Linked DNA regions of Mus musculus: all the other regions are linked to region 1. The links are chromatin contacts, called in public Hi-C and HiChIP or PLAC-seq maps. All regions are on one chromosome and are shown on one strand. The core of a region is the stretch at or near the end of the contact, and the rest is flanking DNA. Distances in the headings are between cores, read along the strand shown. Region 1 has its middle 110 kb from the start of Gm5129. Region 2 has its middle 65 kb from the start of Il6. Region 3 has its middle 37 kb from the start of Gm5129.

What was found. A called contact is a pair of places that touch in the nucleus more often than the background predicts. HiChIP or PLAC-seq counts read pairs in DNA pulled down with a chosen protein or histone mark.
Region 2: an H3K27ac HiChIP or PLAC-seq map of microglia shows a contact between it and region 1, with 4 times the contacts expected there. The contact joins two enhancer-like sites. A contact is called at or near these places in 1 of 15 datasets of contacts at CTCF or cohesin (large pre-B cells), 14 of 484 Hi-C or Micro-C datasets (the C10 cell line, ECoMG-derived neutrophils, bone marrow-derived macrophages and 9 more), 12 of 115 datasets of contacts at active chromatin or transcription factors (the 230-238 cell line, CD8 T cells, the HPC-7 cell line and 7 more) and 1 of 9 other capture datasets (embryonic stem cells).
Region 3: a contact with region 1 is called in a Hi-C map of the N1E-115 cell line, with 5 times the contacts expected there. The contact joins two enhancer-like sites. A contact is called at or near these places in 5 of 484 Hi-C or Micro-C datasets (the C10 cell line, the N1E-115 cell line, adipose-derived mesenchymal stem cells and 2 more) and 1 of 115 datasets of contacts at active chromatin or transcription factors (microglia).

What each region holds. Positions count from the first base shown.
Region 1 is chr5:29,841,208-29,844,411 of GRCm38.p6, forward strand. No RefSeq gene overlaps it. Among named protein-coding and RNA genes, the nearest start is that of Gm5129, 110 kb to the left of the region's middle. Within about 2 kb of position 1,669, at least 72 of the 459 cell types and tissues checked have an H3K27ac peak or open chromatin away from gene starts, as enhancers often do. A contact at or near this core is called in the N1E-115 cell line, bone marrow-derived macrophages, microglia and 1 more, where this site is marked.
Region 2 is chr5:29,946,797-29,950,000 of GRCm38.p6, forward strand. No RefSeq gene overlaps it. Among named protein-coding and RNA genes, the nearest start is that of Il6, 65 kb to the right of the region's middle. Within about 2 kb of position 1,530, at least 60 of the 459 cell types and tissues checked have an H3K27ac peak or open chromatin away from gene starts, as enhancers often do. A contact at or near this core is called in bone marrow-derived macrophages and microglia, where this site is marked.
Region 3 is chr5:29,771,283-29,774,486 of GRCm38.p6, forward strand. It overlaps a transcript of Dnajb6 not described here. Among named protein-coding and RNA genes, the nearest start is that of Gm5129, 37 kb to the left of the region's middle. Within about 2 kb of position 1,574, at least 94 of the 459 cell types and tissues checked have an H3K27ac peak or open chromatin away from gene starts, as enhancers often do. A contact at or near this core is called in the N1E-115 cell line, microglia and muscle stem cells, where this site is marked.

The sequences.
Region 1 (3,204 bases), core at 419-2,918:
CCTCCCTGCTATGTTGCATCTTATGACTTGTGCCTTCATCCTACTTAAACCTAATGGATATTTGTGGACTTGATAGCAGATCTGGGTATGTAAGGATCCATCCAAAGTCCCAACAGTGTGAAGGGTAGCTTTTGTTTTCTGGGTCTTAGAAGAAGTTTTGGGTGGAGGACTTCAGGGAATGTCTTTTAAAGCACCTGAGGTGGGGTGAGTCAGCTACAGATAGGTGCCACAGCCTCTCCCCCCATACTCTACCAGTTGGGGCAAAGATTGTCTTACAAGCAGCAGAACTGCTCAGGATGAGGCCAATTAGGAATTTTAAACCAACAATCCCCTTGTTCTCCCCACTCCCTGGTTTTCCTGCCCAGTTGTGCTTACTCATTACTAACGATCTCCTTTCAAGGCCTGAACTTGGGGCTGGATGTCATCACACTAAGACGTTGTCTCTGGGGAATCTCCACTCAGTGCTAAAACCTGGGTCTTGGGAAGGGAAGACAATGCCCTTCCCGTTTCCTCAGTGGCGGCTCTGGTTGAGGCAGGGTTTACATAGTGGAGGAAGCTGAGCCCCAGATTCCTCCCCAACTCCCTCTGGACAAGGGTTGGCTTTAGTGACAGAAGGAGAGAGCCAGGGAGCTGGGATGGAGTGGGACACTGTAGCTAGGGGTAGTGGGATGTTCTAGGCCTGAAGGGACACAGTAGGCCCTGAATCAAGTGGGACTGACTACAGCTGACTCTGTTTTTCCTGGGGCATGGACAAGGGGGGAGAGTTCACTTGTAACTATTAAGAAGAGAATCTAGAGACTGTGGAAGTTCTTCCTAAATGTGCTTCTCCCTGAAGTGGCCTTCCACATCTCAGTGCTGAGAGTAGAGTCACCTCAGTTTTCACTGTTGGAGAATGTCTTTGAGGGAATTTTAATCTCTCACTGCAATGATCTCAACTAATTCTCTCTCTCTCTCTCTCTCTCTCTCTCTCTCTCTCTCTCTCTCTCTGGATTACACAGCACAAACTCCTCCAGTGGTTGGAGCCTCAGTGGAGCCTAACTGAATCTACTTCCCAGCTTGAGGGGAAAAGTGTAATGATTTGTAAATAGTTGCTTGAATTGTGATACAGTCACCACCATCTTCTGTAGCAGTAACTATTCCCTTCCACCTCAACATGAAACTCATTTAGACTATATTTCTTACATTTCTTGATACAACAAACACAATAATAACCTTCCAGCATGTGGATTCCAGACTGAAGTATCTGGAACTGGCCCATTACAGAATCAGCTGATTCTGGTCCACAGCTCATCAGGGATCCTCACAGCTGCATACCACCATGTACTCTTTGAAGAAAATGTCTGGATTCCAGGCAAGTGAGGGAGGACCTCAAAGAAAAATTGGTCAGGCATAGTGTTGAACTCCAGACAGTCTGACTCAACAGCTGGTGCTGTCTCCCCAGTGCTCTACTATCCATTCCCAGACTCCCCATTCTCAGGCTTTGTCTGGTTTTACCAATATAATAGGCCTTCTGTTTATTAACTCATGAAGAAGCAAAATAATGAGACATGTTGTGACTGTTGGGTGACGATGGGCCTGGAGTTCTTATCAGCTCCCTCTCCACCCACAGGCTCAGCTCTCCAGAACCCACACTCAGTGCTTTGCTCTGTCCACCCACTCAGCCCATTGTGGCCTAAGCTTGCAGACCCAGTGGCTGAAGTCTTCAGATGATTTCCTGTTTCCTGTCAGTGTCTGCACAGAACTCAAGACTCTGGTTTCTCTGTGTTTCATTTCTACACCATGACCCAACTAAACCTGATTCTTCTGGGATCCATTCCAAAGCAGCCTTCCATGCGTCATTCAGGCATCCTTTCTGACCTTCCCTCTGCTTTCTGTGTATCAGCTGACAAACCAGGCATCTCCTGCCTTAGGATTTCAGCCCTGGCTAGTCTGACCTCCTTCGGCTATTGCCTGATGTCTTTTTTATACTGCTTATAATCTTCTCACTTGTTTTTTGTTACTGTTGTTCTTGAGACAGAATCATGTATGTCACCCAGACTGGCCTAGAGCTCAAAACTCTCCTGCCTCCACCTCCTGAATGCTGAGATTACAGTCTGACTTAATATGTAATATATTTATTTATTATGCTCATTTTATTACTTGTCTCACTCTCAAGAACACAACCTCCAATATTACAAGAATATTTTTTCTGTTGTAGTCATTAAGTATCCCAAAAGTCTAGGGAAGTTTTTAGGAAGAGAGTGGGTACATTTCAGATTTTTATCAAATGAATGAATGAACACTACACAAAACCCACGAATTTAAATCCTCATGAGACATAACCATCCCAGGATTCCCACCAGTATTACACTTCTCTATCCTGCTGACCCTTTCCAGACATTCAAAGTCATCTCTGCCTCTCAAATACCCAGTTGACCACTCCAGACCAATACTGATAACCTGTAAGCCAAGAACTACATACCCACTGAGAAGACAAGACAACCCCCCTGAGTCCTAGATACTGGCACATGTGGTCATGACCCTCTTGACTCACAGTCATAGACTGCCCTCAATTTTCAATCACTGAACTGCATTTTGAATGTACTTTTCTGGTTGTTTCTGTTTCTCACGTTGATGCCTAGTTTTCAAACTGCTTGAATTTGATTCTTGGCTCCATCACAAGCTTCTTACTGTCTCTGAACCTCATGTTCCTCCTCTAGTAAGTGAAGATTATACATAGATCATAATCCTGTGGTGAAGTTGACAGCTGATAAATACAGTATATGGAATAGTGAAAGGCCCAGCAAATTGTCAACCATCATTATTAGCACTTTATATTCATAACCAATATTAAACACATTGCCTTTTTATTCTCAGTGTCTCATTAGTGGGTTTAGCCTGTGACATTGCAATATGCTATTGTCATCTACAAAGTTCACATTTGAAAACAATCAATTATCAAAAAAAAAAAAGTGAAAAAATTCCAGACAATGGTGATACACACTTTTAGTTCCAGCACTTGGGAGGCAGGTGGATCTCTGAGTTTAAGGCCTGGTCTACAGAGTGAGTTCCAGGGCAATCAGGGCTACACAAAGAAGCCCTGTCTCAGGGCTGAAGAGATGGCTCAGCAGTCAAGAGCACCCACCATCTGCTCTTTCAGAGGTCTTGAGTTCAACTGATCTGATGTCCTCTTCTGGCACACAGTGTACATACAGATAGAGCACT
Region 2 (3,204 bases), core at 280-2,779, 110 kb after region 1:
GCCCTCAGCCCCAGTACTCCTCCCAGATCTGCACTGAGATGGCTCAAATGCATAGTGAGGCTGGTTTTATGAATCCAGTTGGCTAGTAACTAACTGATCTTTAGGAAGGTGCTTACATAGCTGTAGAGATCAAGTTTGTATCAAGTCTCACTTTCCTCCTAGAGTAAGGTTAGCTCTTCTGGTCTCTTGAAGATTGTACAGTGACAGCGTTAGACACAGGAAATGCTCCGTGTGAATGTGATTTAAGTGACCTCTGCTATGACAGACAGGCAGATCATAATCAGCTGCCGAAGGTCACCTAGAAGCCTTCATTTCTATTAATAACTTTGTTCTTGATTTTCATTCTCTGAAGAGTTTCTTAGTGTCAGGACTCCCATCAACGTCTGTACATGTAACACGAAGGGCAATGGAGTGTGTGGTCACTTTTCACAAGAACTTCCCTAGTACAACTTCTATATATATCATCTCTGGCTGGAGACCATTCTTTCTGCTCTAAGTGCAGTGTGTGTTCTGAGGAATGCTCGTGGCCCCTCCCTTGGGGGACTTTCTGAGGCAATGAAAAGAAAGAAAACTCTAGGTATTACTGCTCCAGCTCTGACACACATGGTCTCCAGTGTCCCGGGGACTTACCTCCCATGGCTCCCAACAATGGTTTTCTGCTTCAGAAAGTCTGCCTTCTTCCTGTGACTCACTTGGCAAGTTTCAGTATTGTCCTTGCACTTCCTTGTCATTTCCTGTTCTCACCATGTCAGGTGTTCCCAAGACCATCTTCAGTAAGAAGTCCTTCCTGCATCCTCCCTGATGTGCCACCTGTGAGGATCTTATTCTGGAAGCTGTGACAAAGTGCTTTTGTACAGACATTGGACTGTAGTCACTAGCCCTCAGTGCTATCTGGCCCCACTATGGAGTCAGGGTACTATTTCTACTCTTAGATCTTTCACTTACTGAAATGTGATCCCAGGCAAGTCCCTTCACCTCTCCAGGCACACCACTCTCCTCTTTTTTAAGGATAACAGTGATTAGCCAGAAAGCTGAGAAGGTAAAGTGGGGGAAACCGACCTTTATGATTTAAAGAGCAGTCTGAATGTCAGCTACCATTATTGTATCGTTCCTCCCCCTTGCGATCTCTGAGGCTACATCTTTTCCTTCTTTTACCCCTGGGCCATATCTAGTACAGTAAGACTGCAAGCTAGTGTTAGGCACTAAGTTAGAAACAAATATCTGAAGGTACTGGGCTATCAGAATTAAGGTGAGATTCTAAACATGTTACATCTATTGTGAGCATTGCTTCACAGAGTGATTCTGAGGCAACTTCATCAGAGAAGCATCCTGGAAAGGATGTGAGGAGCTGTGCACAGGCTATCTCTTCAGTGGAAACCTATCCCTGCAAACGTACTCTGACCAGAATAGGCATGTCAAAGCACATCATTCTCTTGGCACAGGCCAAGATCATTATAGGAGAGTGAACTCTAGAGCACCCATTGGCTTCCTGTTCCTCAAAGTTGTTACTTTTAAACACCCAGCTTTTAACACAATTTCACTGCAATCCTGTCTATTGCACGGTTTTCTCAGTTCCTCTTCAGTATCTGATGCAACCTAGTGTTTTCCACTGCTTTCTAGTTTGCAGAGTTCCCTAGAAGACAGAAATGAAAGTGATGATTACGAAGATTGGACTCCAATTTCAATTGTTTGACCTAAACATTGATTCCCCCACCCAACCCCTCCCATTCCTGTCCCCTTGCCCTCCAAAGGGGGAAATTACATTTTTAACACAGTGCTAAACCTCTGGTTTGCACTGTTACATGTGGGTTTGCAATCTGTAGATGAAGATTTAGTCCACTTCCTGAGGACTCCATGAAGCAGAACTTAGAGAAATCACATTTTTCTCCATCTTTTGAAAACACAGGAAGGTTTAAATGCTAGGAGTATACCACATCTTCATAATGTCACTTAGAGATAATGAAGCATATATCCATTTTATCTGGGTTGACTCATTTTCTACATCCAGTCTTGTTCCGGGTAAACTATTCTAAGCATCATGTCTGAGATGGGGAGAAGCATGGGAAGAGTTTAGAACAGTGGTAAGGATGCTGAGGATGAGAGGGACTCTTTCACCAGGACTTCTCATGATGCTCACAGTTCTCTCCGAAACACCACTGGATTTCTCACTTGAGTTTATTGGTTTGTTTTTTGTAAAGTACTCAAACTTGAATAGTATAGACAAACTAAAAATCAAGGGGCTCCGTGGAATATGAATACAGGTATTTTCCAGGGCAGTCTGATGAAGATATGATCATTTGAAGCTACTGGAATCTGGCAGATAATTCAATACGTAAATTCACCATGGGGCTTTTACAAAGACAATATATCATGAAGTCTGCCAACATAGCAGAAGGTAGATTAACAGACCACTCAAATTATTCCTATAAGGTACGGATGAAGGAAACCTCTGGTGTAGTCAATAGTTTAATATCTGAGCTCTCTACTACCTCAATGTATATATTCTGACCCAAAGTTCATAATTATAAACTAAGCAAAACACTCACTGGTCAGAAGTTTGCAGACTATATTAGTCTAATGTGTTGATACAAATCATATTATTGAGACATTGTGATGGAGGATGGAGTGGGCTTCCAGGATGGAGTTACCTTATCAAGCCTTAAAGTATAAGCAGAAACTGGACAAGAAAAGAGGAGGGAAAGAAGCAAGGAAGGCAGAATAGGCAAACATCAGGATGAACAGGAGAACAGCCCATGTACACAACCAGCAAGCATTTTCCTCATACGGTTTTCACATGGAGTGTTCACAAAGCCACTGTATCCCCCATGGTTCTGGATCCTGGACAGACTGGCTTTCAGGGGGGTGGGGGGCTCTGTAGCCCGTGAAGTCTACTTCTAACAGTCAATATTACACAACAGCACCTCAGGCTTCACTACCTCAGTGTCTCTCCATTACCACTGAGAACACCTGGAAGTTAGCTGAGAAAGGAGCTCTCTCCAGTTCCTCCGTGATGATCTGCTGTCATGTAGAGGTTCTGAAAGGTCCTTGTATGTTTCTCTCTCAATTCTGCCTTTCCTTGAAACCAAATTACTTGGGCCTTGACTGTGTGAGGTCCTGGGGTACAAGTAGATTGTTAAATCAATCTAGAAAATCACCTCCCCACAAGTTCTCATCCCCACCTTTTCAAAACCTGCCAGTTTGTGG
Region 3 (3,204 bases), core at 324-2,823, 70 kb before region 1:
CACTGTTAAGGTGATAGTGGGATTAAAATAAATCTGTATGGGTGTTTTGACTATATATGTCTGTACTATGAATTTTTAGTGACTTTGGAAACTAGAAGAGGAGTTACAGATAGTTGTAAACTGCCTTGTGGATCCTGGGAATAGAATCTGGGTCCTCTAGAAGGGCAAGCACTGTAACTGCTGATCTTTTCAGCCCCAGGATTTGGTTTGGATTATATATTTCTCTCAGGAGGCACGTAATATAATAGTTCATGCACTCAATGTAAACTCAAGAGCCTGTCTGATTCCTTAAAGCTGGAGTTATAGGTGGTGATGAGGTGGCTGCGGTGCTGGGAACCAAACTCAGGCCATCTGGGAGAATACAAAATGCTGGAGAGCCAGCTCTCCAGCCTACTGACAGCATCATATTCTGCGAGAGGCTGCTTTTAGAAAGATTAATATACAAAAAGTCTCCTTTCAGCCAGCTGGAGGTGGCACATACCTTTAATCCCTGATTTTGGAAACAGAGGAAGGCAGATCTCTGACTGAGACCAGCCTGGTCTACAGAGTTAGTTCCCAGTTCCAGGACAGCCCCGGGTTTTGAGAAACTTTTTTTAAATGGAGAAACTTTGTCTCAATAAAACAAAAAACCAAAACAATACAAAAAAAGTCTTCTTTCTACCAGTTTCGAGGAAATAGATCCTGAAATTTATCCATTTTCTCTGGGACTTTTTGTAGTAATCGATAGCCCTGATACCCAGAACTGGGAGATAGGTGTCTGGGTGTGTATGTAGAGGATTCTTTTGGTTATTTGAGGTGAGAACCTGCACCTGTGGCTGGCACCGTTCTGTGGCTGGGACACTAATGGTCAACATCCTGTGCTGCTCTTTGTAACCGACTACTGCTCTTCTACCCTACTGTCTGTCAGAGTATTTCATCACAGTGGCAGGAAGAGAGACATACCACTATTGGGGGTGGCCAACCTGCAGATTTACTGCCTCTAGCTTTCCAGTGTTTTGAGTGGTCTAAGCTGACAAGAAATGACTCAGAAAGCTGGCATCTGCCTGGCCTTTACAAGATTCATTTCAGCTGTGTCTGTGTCCTGATATTTTCTCATCATTAATGCTGGTATCACTTGGTTTACAAGGTTTCTGGGGCTGAAAGGGGAAAATGCTGCAGATAAGCCAGCAATCACAGACAGATACAGAGACAGAAGTGGAGAATTCTATTTTGTTTCCATTCCTTGATGAACTATCAATGCAGTAAGACTCAAAAAAAAGTACCCCCCAATTTATTTTTGAGGTTTCAAGGCTGTCTTGGAACTCTAGAACCCCAACTTTAAGACATGCACCTGCCTTTACCTCCTGAGTGCTGGGATTAATGGTGTGTGCCTCCACTGCCCAGCTCTGGTTTGGATTTTAGGAGCAGATTTTTAACTGCTGAGCCATTTCCCCAGCTCCAAAAGAATTTACTAAGTGGCATCTGGTTTATGTCCACCACCTTTCAGCCCTGTTTGTCTTTTTACTGGTACTCATGTGACAGAGGGAAGTGAAGTCTGATGCTGCCTTGCGTTTGTTCCCCATAAGATCTGGCTCTGGTCCTAGAGGGTGCTACAGGAGTGGCCACGGCTGTGGGGTGCAGGGAGTTGCTATGCAGCACCATCTGTAACTAACAGCATTTGGCCCTGGTTATGGGAACAGTTGGTGTTTTTAAGATGCCCATTAATTGCCAGCCCTACTGGTCTGAGAAATGATTGACTATGGGCACCTTTACCCAGGGCTTTTGATGGGTATGAGCAATGGGATTTGTGTGCCACCACATGGAACTGACACGTTAGGGCATACCAACTACACTCGGCTGCTGGAAGTCATTTGGCTGTTTGTCTTGTCCACTGTGACTCAGTGAGTTCAGGATGTTTGTGACACAGCACCAGAAGAAGCTCAACTGGTGCTTTTCATAGTTCTTAACCACAGAGGCAGGGGCTCTACCCTGGAACTCATTTGTGGAACTCAGCTCTTGTCTTAGCATCCTAAATGCTGGGATTGTAAGTGTCACCCAGCTCACCAGTTATTTTCATAGTCACTCCATGTATCTTCTGACCCCAGAGGACATGGCCCTTTTTAAGACTGAGGATGTGACTCAGTGGTAGGGTACTTGTCTAGCCTGAGTTAGAAATAAAATTACTGTCCTGTTGAAATTAGTGCTTTCGGGATTCCCTGGTTTCTAGGTCTCCAGATGAAATGTGACTTTTGCCTACTTGTGCGCTTCCTAACTCTTCTCTACTAATGTCGGTTTCCTAAGATGACCCTGCTGTCACACCTTCCTTCATGCCAGGCTGGTTTTATACATGCCCCACTTGGTTTCTCACTTTCTGGCTGCTCAAGCGTGTCCTCTCACAGATGTCCTCATTCTGTTGTGTTCATTTGAGACCGACAGTGCAGAGTTTGTTTGAAACTACAGCACTAAGTCTAAGAACAAGAACCCTGTGTGCCAGTCCCAGTGCCTGGCACATGTTTTGACGCCAGTGGTGTGACTGACTTCATCTTGTGAGCCAGCAGGTGATACAGACGAAATATCAGGTTGATGGCATTAATGACCTAGTGAAATAGACTTCTTTCTCCTTGTGTACTTGGGGAGGAGCTTATGTGAAGTCAGTACCCACATTCAGCTGGACTCAGATCTGAAGCCGTACCACACTCTGTGACAGTTGCCAAGTCTTTCTGTCTCAGCTTCCGGGCGACCTCAGTGTCTTGGCTGGGGACACTGTCAGATCGTGAGTTTGTTTTAAATTTTCATTAGTTGTTTCAAGGCATATGTTTTCTGGTGTGTTTCGTTCCCCAAGTGGAAAAGAAACATGACCTCATAACCCCGGGTGTGGACCAGTGCTTGACTTGCCTTAGGCTCTGGTTTGGGTCACCAGCATCAAAACAAACCCACTTTTTCAAAAAAGGAAAGAAAATAGGTGAATATGGGACTTGTGAGATGGCACCGACTGTTCTTCCAGAGGTCCTGAGTTCAATTCCCAGCAACCACAAGGTGGCTGTAATGGGATCCAAAGCTCTCTTCTGGTGTCTCTGAAGAGAGTGACAGTGTACTCACATAAAATAAATTACATATATTTTTTAAAAAGTGAGTGTAAGGTGGTTGGGTGTGTTACATGCCCTTGATCCTAGCACTCAGGAGTACAGAGTGAGTTCCAGGGTAGCCAGCGGCACACATCTCAAA